Regions from separate parts of the Sus scrofa genome. Here regions 1 and 3 are each linked to region 2. Evidence: chromatin contacts called from public HiChIP or PLAC-seq data. All regions are on one chromosome and are shown on one strand. Each heading gives the region's core, a stretch centred on a gene start, on an enhancer-like site or on the middle of the called end of the contact. The rest is flanking DNA. Distances are from core to core; before and after follow the strand shown. Region 1 overlaps CDK14 (cyclin-dependent kinase 14). Region 2 holds the start of CDK14 (cyclin-dependent kinase 14). Region 3 overlaps LOC110262229 (pituitary tumor-transforming gene 1 protein-interacting protein).

Region 1 (4,252 bases), core at 1,602-4,101, 35 kb after region 2:
GTTTCCATCATTAATGTAGTAGCATGCCATTTGTCAGTGCACTGGCTTCCTTGTACTGTATTTAAAAAAATTCTCTTAATTTATTTAAAAATTTTTTGACATCTTTCTTTTTCTTTAAAATTTTTTTTTTCTCCTAGGCTTTGTAATCATGTGAATTTTCAGGCCTTAACTGGGGCATATGTGCAGGTCTAAACTGCACCTTGCAGGATGTCAAACAGCTTAAAAGGATTTCTGTTGTGGCCTGAAAGAGCGGCTCTGTGCCTTCTGAGGGTATAGTCTGATCACATGAATACCAATAATTAGGCATCCTTTATTTTAAGAGCGGGGCAGCTGTTACCGTAGTTGAATTTGAAGATCTTTAGCTATTTGGCTCTTTTTTAAAAGGGCTTTTCTCCATAGATGCATCTCTTTGGCAGGTTTGGTAACAGACTTGGATACTGGCATGTTGATAATGTGACACAAGGAGGGAAAATAAAAATATCAAAAAAGGAATATCCGAAGGGTTCTGAGCATTAGATTTTAAGGTATTAGATTTGTTTTCTTAAGTCCCCCCACCCCAGTTTATTTATTTATTTTTTAAAAGTAAGACACCTAAGCATTGTGCATGTGAATTCACTTTTAAGTAATTTTAAGGGAAAAATCTTTATCCATCTTGCATCTGATCAGAAGGTCTGGCAATGAAGGCTCCCCTGGAGCATCCTCAGACAGCCTTGGAGACTTGATTAGGATTGCACTTGCAATGGGAATTGTGCCTTTTATTTAAATGAGTGCATTTAAATTTCCTGATCACTGGAAATCCAGTGATCCTTTCACCTGGAGCGTAAGTTACAGGGTGTGTGGGTTTAGAGAGACAGAACCCTGTCTCACTCTTGGCCATCATCAGAGATCCTGAAGCCCCTTCTCTTGCTCATGTTGGGCACGAGTGTTCATACATATTCACAGCAGATTTTTGCAGGGCTTCAGAGTTTACAAAACAGTTGCACTTGTTATTTCGGTCAGTTCTCGCCACAGCTCTGTGAAGTGGTGGTTAAATACCTTCATTCCTGGTTTGTAGAGGGGGAAATAGCATTTCAGGAAGGTGATTGCTGTGCCCCAGGCCACAGTTTTCTATTCTCATGGTGGAGTTGGGTGCAGAACCGTGGTTTCCTGTCCTGCTACCCTTGACCCCATTATTCTGCTTCACTTGAGAAAATCAAGACTCAAGGACATTGCATTCAGGATCAAATCCGGTGAAGTGGGTGACCTAAAAGCTCTAGTAAATGTGGATTTCCAAATGGTAGTTAATTTCCTCAGTATTATAATATTAATGAGAAGTAATGTGAATCCGTCACTAATTTGTCCATTAAGACAAATGCATTTTATTTTCCATATTCCATCATGGATTTATAGACCTGAATATTACTTAATTTTATATAGCTGTGAAGAGCATCAGTTCTTATTTTGTATTTTTCAGATGCCTCAAGCCATAGTGGGAATATTGGTAGTCTGGCTAAAAAAAGAGAAAGGAGAAGTGGCTAGTAACCTTCCCCTTGGGAACAGAGAGAAAATACTGACAGCATTAAGAACTAGGGCAAAGGTTTGGTGAAAACAGGAAGCTGCATGTGAGAAGAATTCAATGTGAGATATAGACAGTCTGCTCCACCATTTAGTAGCTTTGTTATGACGAACAGACAAGTCTCTTATTTCCTCTGAACCTCAGTATCTTCATCTGAAAGTGAAGGCCACAAAGCAAGTTCATGTGTTAGGCAAGAATTCAGGGTGCTGATGCTGAGCTGCCTTGATGTCATAAATCTGAGGTCACGTCCAGGCCCCAACACCTCCTGGTTGTGGTACTTAACCTCTCCATGCATCTTTAAATGGGATAGTAATAACAATAACCCCCCCCACCCCAGAAGGTTGTTAGGATCATGTGAGTTTTAATACATGAATGGCTCACAATATTTTTCCTATCAATAGCTAGTCATTTTGGGGAGTTCCCTGGTGGCTCAGAGGGTTAAGGATCCAGTGTCACTGCTGTAGCTCTGGTTACTACTTTGGTGAGGGTTCGATCCCTGGCCTGGGAACTTCTGCTACAGTAGTACTTGGTGCCTCTGTTAAGCTCTTGATATATTAGTTTCTTTTTCTCCCATATAGATTTCTTGAGGTGAAGCCTAATGAAAGGAATTTAAAAGCCACTCAAATATAAGGTTTTAACATTTGCATCAAATTCCATTTATGTAGTTATTGGCCTCTTATACCTTGGACATTTATTTTTTAAATGTGATATTTTTGTGCTATTAATCACTTAAAATATTGTGTTATATCATGTCTAGGAAATTCATTATAAGCCTTTCACAGAGAGAAGGCTTTGTGATAAAAGCCAGCTGCCCAGACATTTCCACCCTCCTCTCCCATCCCCCAGCAGACTGCAGAAGCAGCGTTTGGCAGGGATCCAGATTTCCTAAGTGATGGGATTGTTCCCGGCGGGAATGAGCGGAATCTGCCCAGCTTGGAGATGGCTTCAGCTCCTTTGCTTGCCTCACATTTGCAGCCTCATTCCCAAACGAACCGAACTAGTACTGTTTTCCAGTGTGTGCGGGGGATACTGTTTTAAAACGGGGAAGTCAGGTCTTCATATTAAAAAAGTGACTTTTGAATCGATTTTCAATCTCATGGAAGTTTTTCTGTCTTTGGAAGAAGAGCTGTGAATTCACGTTCATTTGTAGTTTCATCTCTGCCAGTGGGGCACCTGTCTTGAGCTGACTCAAGTCTTTACCTTCCTCATTTTCAGGGTGGGAAGGTTTAGTGATTGGAATGGCTCCGGCCAGGAAATTATTGGGTATTGTAAATGGAATTTGTTTCTCCTTTCTACTCCTCTGCATTCCTAGGCTCTGAGAGAACTCATCATCACTGAGATTGCACTGTGTTTGTATCAGCTCCTCCCCTTGCTCAATTTTTATTAAATTCTGGATGTTTCTCTCTTTGCTTGTAGATTCAGCAACCCCCTCCCTGCTGCCCCCATTTCAGAAAGGGCTCTCTTGCTCGGCAGTTGTTTCAGTCAAACGATCTGCTGAACATTTTCTGTCCCCTTTTAAATTTGGCTGTCTCCTAAATACATATTTTCTGCAGTTATTTTCTAGGATTCATTCATCTCCATTCTTTTTTTAAAACTTAAGGTTAAGTTAAAAAAAAAAAACTTAAGCATTTATAACTCTAATGAGGTTCTAGACCTATACTATCCAGTAGAACTATAACACGAGCCACCTTAATACTTACTAGAAAAGGAAAAATTTTCTAATAGTCACATCAAAAATGTAAAAGGAATAGGAGACTTTAATTTTATATGTTATTGAACCTAATACATCAGAATATTATAATTTGGGCATGTCATCGGTATAAAATTATTATTGAGATATTTAACTTTTTTTTTTGGACTCAGTTTTCAAAATCCACTGTATGTTTTATACTTACAGCACGTCTCAATTGGGTCTAGCTACATTCAGGCAGCCAGTTGCCATAGGTGGCTAGCAGCTACCTCATTGGTCAGCAGAGATCTATAATGAAACTTCTTTGTTTCAAAAAAGTGCTGTACTGTATTGGTGATTATTTTTCCATCCAGGTGGCTTAGAAAAGAGGCATGAGTCTGTGCCTCATGTCTTTGCCGATAATTAACATTGTATCTACAGAGATTTCCTTTGTTAGAAAAACCAGCTGTGGGACCAGAATTAAAAAGGTGACACCCCTATGTATAGTATGTCTCCAAGTTAACAAAATACCTTTACTGATGCACAGACTTCTAAAGTCTAAAACATGAATCAAAATGGAGTGTGTGTCAGGTCACCTAAAATCTGGTTGACTTGTTGATGGCTAGTGATATGCACTGCTTCGTCTCATGGCTAAGACTTAGCAGTCTGAACAGGACTCTTGGCATTTAGCACAGTCCATGGATGGGTTCTCTTGTCCGGAAGCTGGGGAACTCTGTTTCATGCTGTTAAGTCAGTTGCAAAGCTGTGACTGGTGTTTGTGATTAACTCCCGCCCCCATTACTTTTCAAGGTCATCAGGTTTACAAGGTGAAAGATGATTGATCCTTAGCATGCTGGCTTGCTGGCTTGCTGGCTTCCTGTTCTGTCTTGTCCTCTTATTTTTCCAGGATCCCTCAATTACCTTCTTTGAGAAAATGGTTCTCCAGTGTTAAAGATCATTTTTTGAGTCTTCAGTGTAGATGGTTATGGCTGAGTTTCAGCCCTTGGAGGGTCAGTATAATTTATTCT
Region 2 (4,129 bases), core at 644-3,143:
CTGGAATCGGATAAAAATGAAATAAATATTATGCTTGTTTTAAATTACTATTTTTATTATAAAAGTAATGACTTTTGGGGGGGAAACATTCAAAGTATACTTAAAGGTACAAAGTACAAAGAAAATGTTTTCTCTATTCTGTATATGCACACTTACATTTTTTTCCAGAAATTTTCTAAGTATATAGAAACATACATATGTCTATACATAAGCTTTTTCTTATACACATGGAAATGGGCTAATGGTAAATATGCTTTTTTCATTTACTTTAGACATATTTATACACCAATACATATTGATCTATGTCACTTAAAAATATTTACCTACTCTACCTTTGTATGCATATACTATAATTTATTTAAGCAGAAGTCGATCTTTTAAAAAGTGAATAATATTAAATATTAGGAAGTTGAAACAGAGAATATATATATTCCCCCCAACCCAAAACAACCCAAAACAGCCATTGTCAGAGTTAATAATAGAATAGGACAGCTGCAGATGAATAGTTGTCAAATTTCATTCAATTAATAACTATGTCTTCATCTTTGTTTACTGATAGGTAGAACCCATCAGTATTTTGATTGATTGCATTTGTCTTTTCATTCACAGCTGCTGCTAACTTTCTCCCCTGCGAATCTGAGGAAGTGGTAAAAGTCTAACTTTTTCCTGTCTGAGGCCACACTTGGGGCTGTCAGTAATTCTAGATATGGTCACTGGGACCCAATATCCTGGCATTTTAACTCATACTGACTTTCTTTGCGAAGTCCCCACCCTCCACTCCCTACTTGTCTTGATTTCCTGTCTTTTCTCAGCCACCGTCTATCAAGACCCTATGATGTGCTCAGGGCAGGGCAGAACAAATCCAAGTGTTCTACCTCACAATTTAAGGAAGGCAAAGGGCTAGTTTTTATTTTCAGATAAAAATCTATTAATAAAACATAAGCTCCCCCAAAATTCCTTTAAACCAAAAAGCATTGTCACAGGCTCCCAAGCTCTTATTACTTACACAGCCAGATGACTCAAGATGACTACATTTCTATTCATAAGGAGTTTGCTGGCCCCCAGTCAACACATTCAGGCCGTCCCCCACCTTCCTTCAGTCTCCCCTGGGAGACTGTCTTGGAGGCTTGGCTCCTTGTACCACGTTTAAGCAGAATAAAGACGGTGTGTGTTTGCTGCTGAAACTGTACCTTCTGGGGTTTTATAAAGCCGCCCCCCTCCCCCCCCGCCAACATCCTTTTTAAAGTTCCTTTTTTTGGGGTGGGGGAAGAAGAGGTCACAGTATTTTTGGCCTCAAAGGCTTCCAATTTAGAAGAAGGCCTTCTGTTTGCAATTTATTACAAAACTAAGTATCCATATCATAAATCAGTTACAACTACATCGCTGTCTGTCATTCCTGTGTGGCAGAGAGATGAAGGAAACAGCACTAGCCCTGCCTGAGAGTTAGAGATGCTTGTGCACCGGACTCTTCTAAAGAAACGCCTCCCCCTCTCCCCCGTCCCTTTAGATCTTTCACCTAACAGTTTCCTCGGCAAAACTGAAGAACAAAAAGTCACCATCAAACCTGAGTGCACCCTGGGGGCCCTTCCACTGCCCCGACCCGGAGGCAGCGGTCTCGGCCGAATCCCACCCGCCCACCCCCTTTCCGCGCTCTCTCCACACGCGATCGTGGCAACGAGAAAAGCCACTAAGATAAACGATCGATAGATTCGGCCTCCTTTAGAGGCGTCCCCCCAAAGCGAGACTGGGGTCCCCAGAGACGGCCGGCTCTCGGCCTTGCTGGTTCGCCGTGCTCCGCGATCCTGGAGCGCGCGGGCGGGGCGGACAGCTAGGGGCGGAACGCGGGGGCGGCCGAGCGGGGGCGCGAGGGGGCGGGGAGGGCGGCTGAAGACGCGGGCTCCGGGCGGGGCGCTGAGGTCGTGCGGGGGTCCAGCGCCTGGGGGCCTTGGCCGAAGGGAAGGCGGGGCGTGGGCGGCGGCGGCGGGCGGCGGCGGGGAGGGGCGTGGAGGGCAGGGCGGCTGGTGGTTCCGCGCCACGGCTTTTTCTCCCGAGCTCAGGGAACTCGGGGCTGAGAACTTGTCCCCGTCCGCGCCCCGCGCACTCGGCAACCCCCGACTCCCGCACCTTGTCCCCGGCCCGCCCTCGGCCCGCCTCCGCCCGCGCCAACCCCCCCTGCCAGCCGCCGGCCGCGCTCCTCTCGGGTACAAAGGAGGGAAAATGAGCGGGGCGGCGGCAGCGCTGCGCGGGGCCACTACGGCGGCGGCTATCGCTGCCGCCCGCGGCACCACGTAGACCGCCTCCGCCCGCCCAGCCGCGGCCCAGGCCGGAGCGGAGCCAGCCCTGCGCCTCCCCAGCCCAGCGCTTTGCCTCGCGGCCGCAGGAGGAGGAGGAGGAGGTGGAGGAGGAGGAGGCGCCGCCTTCCCAGCGCCGCGCGCCCTAGCTGTTGTCTGCGCTCCGCTCTGGACCATTTTGGGGAAGTTGCCCAAACCCCGCGTCGCCCAGATGTGCGACCTCATTGAGCCGCAGCCGGCCGAGAAGATCGGCAAGATGAAGAAGTTGCGGAGAACTTTGTCGGATAGTTTCAGCCGCATTGGTGAGTAGAGTGCTGTCTGGGGCACCCGGCCGGTCGGCCCCGCGCTTCGGGCGCTAGCACTGCTGGGGCCACCCGGGACTGAGGTGGGGTGCGCTGCGCGCGGAGGTGGAGGGAGCAGTGCCCGGGACCTGGGGGAGGGCGACGACAAGAAGGAGAGACACCCTTGTCCCTCGGCATCCGAGGGTTCATGCGTGCATGGTCTTAAGCCTACAATTTGGGTTCCCTCTCCCGGCCGCTAGCGCTCCTCCGTCTTTCGCGACCGCGGGGGGCAAACGAGGGGAGGCCCCCCCCCCCCCGCCCGCTGCTCACCCGGCTGCGCGGCCGCTTGGGTCACTTTCTTATTTTATTTTTATTTTTATTTTGCGCACAGGCTTTGGCGTTGGGTGTTCAGTCAATAATTTAGCTTTGGAAATTGGAGAAATGTTGAGTTTGTACCTTGGCATTGTTTAATACATCCAATCTAAAGAGAAGTGGGACAGATACCTTGGGACCTTTTGTTCGGTACTTCAGGTCCTCGAAAGCGAGATTTGGATGTTCAGTCCCGAGCTCTCTGAATCCTTCCGTCTCTGCAGAGACGTGCGCGCTGTGAACTTGTCTGAACATTGAGCAATAAGTCTCCCAAACTTCTTTCATTTACTAGAGCTCCAGGGCTATTGTCTTTAAATCAACCAACCAATTGACCGACAAATAGACGGCCGAGAAATGTTTAGGACATTTAGGAATAAATCCATGTCACAAATGGGGTGACAACAGTGTCACGTGGAACGGGTTAGTCATATTTCTAGGGTTGGCCACAAAACCCCTTTTTATCCTTAACACGGTAGCTCCTTCCTCTAAGAACTTTCATTTCTACAAGTAACTGCTTTCAGCAAGAGGATCTTACAAGTACTAAAAATAACCCTTGGAGTCCCTAAGAAGCCTCTAGCCTTTGTTTCACTTGTTTAACATGTCATCCATGTTAATGAAGGTGTTAATGAAAATTAAGCATCAGGTGCTTAATTCCTTAAAGTAAAACCCTGGATTGCATATGAGTATTGTCATTCTTCCATCCATTCATTTAAAAATCAGTGCCTCTAAAATATGCATTCTTCATAGTACAGTCAAAAAATTGTTTAGCCTAGTTTTCTTTGTTGGCTTTTAACTTAAAATTTCATATTGGCATACATAATCTTTTTAATGAAGACTGTAAAATTATGGTGTGAAATCAATATTTAGTCCTGGTTTTATTTATTTCATTTATTGGATATTTGCAGTTTTATGAGTTGGAGTTAGGGATGGCTTTGAAGAGGCCCTGCATTTAAATGAAGTTTTAAGCCAAGGAGAGTGTGAGAGAACAAGGTGTTGAGGGCATTATGAAGGAGGATGTTTCAGGGCCCCTCTTCTTCCCCAAACCATCACAGAGGCAGGTCCTGGAGACCATTAAGCCCTGTTCAAAAAGGCATTAACTATATGTATTTACTAATGCTAATAACTCTGTTGGAGCCCTTCCAGTTTTGTGTTAAATAATTCATTGCAATTGAGTCTCAGTAAGGAACC
Region 3 (3,808 bases), core at 595-3,094, 49 kb before region 2:
CTAAGGTATCTCCAAACTGTTCTCCAGAGTGGCTGTACCAGTTGACATTCCCACCAACAGTGCAGGAGAGTTCCCTTTTCTCCACAGCCCCTCCAGCACTTGTTATTTGTGGATTTATTAATGGTGGCCATTCTGACTGGTGTGAGGTGGTATCTCATGGTAGTTTTGATTTGCATTTCTCTTATAATCAGCGATGTTGAGCATTTTTTCATGTGTTTGCTGGCCATCTGTATATCTTTGGAGAAATGTCTATTCAGGTCTTTTGCCCATTTTTCCATTGATTGATTGGCTTTTTTGCTGTTGGGTTGTATAAGTTGTTTATATATTCTAGAGATTAAGCCCTTGTTGGTTGCATCATTTGAAACTATTTTCTCCCATTCTGAAAGTTGTCTTTTTGTTTTCTTTCTGGTTTCCTTTGCTGTGCAAAAGCTTTTCAGTTTGATGAGGTCCCATGGGTTTATTTTTGCTCTAATTTCTATTGCTTTGGGAGACTGACCTGAGAAAATATTCATGATGTTGATGTCAGAGAGTGTTTTGCCTATGTTTTCTTCTAGGAGTTTGATGGTGTCCTGTCGTATATTTAAGTCTTTCAGCCATTTTGAGTTTATTTTTGTGCATGGTGTGAGGGTGTGTTCTAGTTTCATTGCTTTGCATGCAGCTGTCCGGGTTTCCCAGCAATGCTTGCTGAATAGACTTTCTTTTTCCCATTTTATGTTCTTGCCTCCCTTGTCAAAGATTAATTGACCATAGGTGTCAGGGTATATTTCCGGGTTCTCTATTCTGTTCCATTGGTCGGTCTGTCTGTTTTGATACCAGTACCACACTGTTTTGATGACTGTGGCTTTGTAGTATTTCTTGAAGTCTGGGAGAGTTATGCCTCCTGCTTGGTTTTTGTTTCTCAGGATTGCTTTGGCGATTCTGGGTCTTTGGTGGTTCCATATAAATTTTTGGATTGTTTGTTCTAGTTCTGTGACACTTGCAAAGTTTCTCAGTTTATTCTTTCAGCTTTTCACAGGTCACCTTTTTGAGGCTGCTGCCCCACTGCCCTTTCAATTTCACTCCCAGCTGAAAGAAATCCCCTCTCTTAATTTCCTTAAGCAAGACCTCACTGTAACTTTACCAAGAACTTGGGAGTCTGTGGAATGGGAACACGTAGGAAACCAGCCACCGGAAATGTGTTTTTCAGGGGTTCACAGCTAAACCTTTCCCAAGGGCAAGTCTGACCTTTGATTTTATTCCTTCATGTGTTGCTAGAATGCTCTTCACCTACCCCACCCTTGACCTCTGCCTTTTAGCCCATATTTATGCCTCCTCCAAATTACTGCTTATTCTGAACACACACACACACCCATCTCATCTGAAGACCAAAGGCAGAGAAAAATGTAGTTTTCCCTTCTGATCCTGGTGTAGAGCCTGCCCCAGCCTAGTGTGGGTCATCGTGTGCAGTCTAGCACCTACAAGTCCTTAACACTCTCCAGTTTAGAAGAGATTTGGGCTTCTAAATCTCTATTTTTTTTTTTGCACAGTCAAAAGTTCCACTGAAGGTTCCTAGTTACCCTCTCCCCCACCCCAAAATATGTAATTGCTTCAGAGGCATTTAGTGAAACAGAAAGATGCTACAAGTTTTTTGAAAAGTTAAGATCCTGCTGCAAATAGATCACCCTTTCCATATAAAATAGTTTTGTTTGTTCATTCAGCGAATAGAGCTAACTGTCAGAGATTCATATGTGTGATGGCTGTATTTTTTAAAATATTGATGGTCATTCGTGCATGTTTGCAGTGTGAGTTCAAAGAATGACTCAAGTATGAGTCAAATGCCCTTTTTTACTCCTAATTTCCCCTTTTTTCAGTAATCTTTAAGTTTCCTGTTTCTTGACATAATTTCAGTGAAATTAAACTTGAACAGTCATTTCATCAGGCAGTGCTGAAACAACTCGATATTCATGTGGGAAAAATGAAACTCAGCTCGTACCTCACACCACAGAGAAAAATTAATTCAAGGTGGATTATAGACCTAAACATAAAACTAAAACAATAAAGCTTCTAGAAGAAAGCATAGGAAAATATCTTTGCAATCTTAGGGTAGGCAAAGATTTCCTAAGGAAAATAGAAAGCACTGACCACAAAAGGAAAAAAATTTTTGGTTGATTTTACTCTATCAAAGTTAAACACTTTCAACAGACAATGTTAAGAGAACAAGCAGACAAGGCACAAACTGAGAGGATATGTTTACAACACATGTATCTGACAAAACACCTGCACCCAAAATATATAAAGAATACCTGCAATTTAACAATATTTTTAAAAATCTTAAAAATATATAAAAAGGTTTTAACAGTCACTTTACAGGAAAAGCTGCATCTAAATTCCCAACAGAAGTTCCCGTCGTGGCACAGCAGAAATGAATCTGACTACAAACTATGAGGTTGTGGGTTCAATCCCTGGTCTCGCTCAGAGGGTTAAGGATCCAGTGTTACTGTGAGCTTTGGTGTAGGTCGCAGATGCGGCTTGGATCTGGTGTTGCTATAGCTCTGGCATAGACTGGCGGCTACAGCTCCAATTGGAACCCTAGCCTGGGAACACCCATATGCCGCAGGTGTGGCCCTAAAAAGACAATAAATAAATAAATAAATAAATTGCCAGCAGATACTTAAAAACTCTCAACATCACTAAGTTCTTATAAAAATACTTTTTTTTTTTTTTTTGTCTTTTTAGGGCCACACATGCAGCATATGGAGGATCCCAGGCTAGGGGTCGAATCCGAGCTGTAGCTGCTGGCCTATGGCACAGCCACAGCAATGGGGGATCTGAGCCACGTCTGCAACCTGCATCACAACTCATGGCAATACCAGATCCTTAACATGCTGAGTGAGGCGAAGGATCGAACCTGCATCCTCATGGATGCTAGTCAGTTTCGTTTCCGCTGAGACATGACAGGAACTCCCCCAAAGTCAATTTTAAACCAAAGCAAGATACTACACATTCACTAGAATGGCAGAAACTAAAGAGAATATAAACTTCAGACTCATGTTTTTCTAGAGAAAAGTGTAAAACTATATAACTACTCTGGGAAATTGTTCAGCACTTTCTTATAAAGTTAAACACATACTTACCATCCAATTTGGCATTCCCACCCCTAAATATGTACCCCAGTAAAGTGAAAAGCTGACCACACAAAGACCAATCTGTAAATGTTCATAGCAGCTTTACTCCTGGTAGCCTTAGCTTGGAACCAGCCCAGGTATCCATAAACTGGACAATGGATAAACTGAGATCTATTCATACAGTGGAGTACACGCAGAAATAAAAAAAGAACTAACTACTACTACAACCACAAGGATGAATCTCGTAAACATTATGCTTGAGTAAAGGAACTCAAACTAAAAAGAATATATAACATGTATGATTTCGATTACATGAATTTCAAGAACAGGTAAAACTCATCTATGATTACAGAGATGAGAACCACAGTTGTCAGGGGATGGATGTGGTAGGGAATGGCTGGAATGGGCTGGGGAAATTTTCTTCTGTGATAGAACATTTTTTGATAGGAGTGTGGATGAATGCAGGTGTCAGAACTGAAAACTGTGTGTCTGTTTTATCAAAACTGACCAAAATACACAGAAGACCCATGCATTTCCTTGTTTAAATATCTCAATTTTTAAAATTGAGCATCTTTAAAATTATATAATCATTTCATTTAGTCTCTGTTATAACTGTTGATGCATAGATCCACCCTACTAATGCTTCTAATAATGGCCCGTTACTCAATGGTGCTGATGAATAGTAATTTATATATGTCATCCAA

Evidence for each region. HiChIP or PLAC-seq counts read pairs in DNA pulled down with a chosen protein or histone mark.
Region 1: an H3K27ac HiChIP or PLAC-seq map of alveolar macrophages shows a contact between it and region 2. The contact joins the enhancer-like site here to the promoter of CDK14 in region 2. A contact is called at or near these places in 4 of 47 Hi-C or Micro-C datasets (embryonic fibroblasts, fibroblasts, heart right ventricle and 1 more) and 2 of 2 datasets of contacts at active chromatin or transcription factors (alveolar macrophages and skeletal muscle).
Region 3: a contact with region 2 is called in an H3K27ac HiChIP or PLAC-seq map of alveolar macrophages. The contact joins the enhancer-like site here to the promoter of CDK14 in region 2. A contact is called at or near these places in 1 of 5 promoter capture datasets (liver), 8 of 47 Hi-C or Micro-C datasets (alveolar macrophages, brain, differentiating spermatogonia and 3 more) and 1 of 2 datasets of contacts at active chromatin or transcription factors (alveolar macrophages).

Annotation. Positions count from the first base shown.
Region 1 is chr9:70,710,515-70,714,766 of Sscrofa11.1, forward strand. The region is part of intron 2 of CDK14 (cyclin-dependent kinase 14); the gene reads left to right. Among named protein-coding and RNA genes, the nearest start is that of CDK14, 35 kb to the left of the region's middle. Within about 2 kb of position 2,852, at least 29 of the 83 cell types and tissues checked have an H3K27ac peak or open chromatin away from gene starts, as enhancers often do. A contact at or near this core is called in alveolar macrophages, retroperitoneal adipose tissue and skeletal muscle, where this site is marked.
Region 2 is chr9:70,676,119-70,680,247 of Sscrofa11.1, forward strand. CDK14 (cyclin-dependent kinase 14) reads left to right here and starts at 1,894. Exons shown (of 15, transcript XM_021102362.1): 1 at 1,894-2,593. The coding sequence starts at 2,503. It overlaps LOC110262229 (pituitary tumor-transforming gene 1 protein-interacting protein), which reads left to right. Exons shown (of 7, transcript XM_021102367.1): 7 at 610-1,359.
Region 3 is chr9:70,627,562-70,631,369 of Sscrofa11.1, forward strand. All of the region lies in intron 6 of LOC110262229 (pituitary tumor-transforming gene 1 protein-interacting protein), which reads left to right. Among named protein-coding and RNA genes, the nearest start is that of CDK14, 49 kb to the right of the region's middle. Within about 2 kb of position 1,845, at least 4 of the 83 cell types and tissues checked have an H3K27ac peak or open chromatin away from gene starts, as enhancers often do. A contact at or near this core is called in alveolar macrophages, where this site is marked.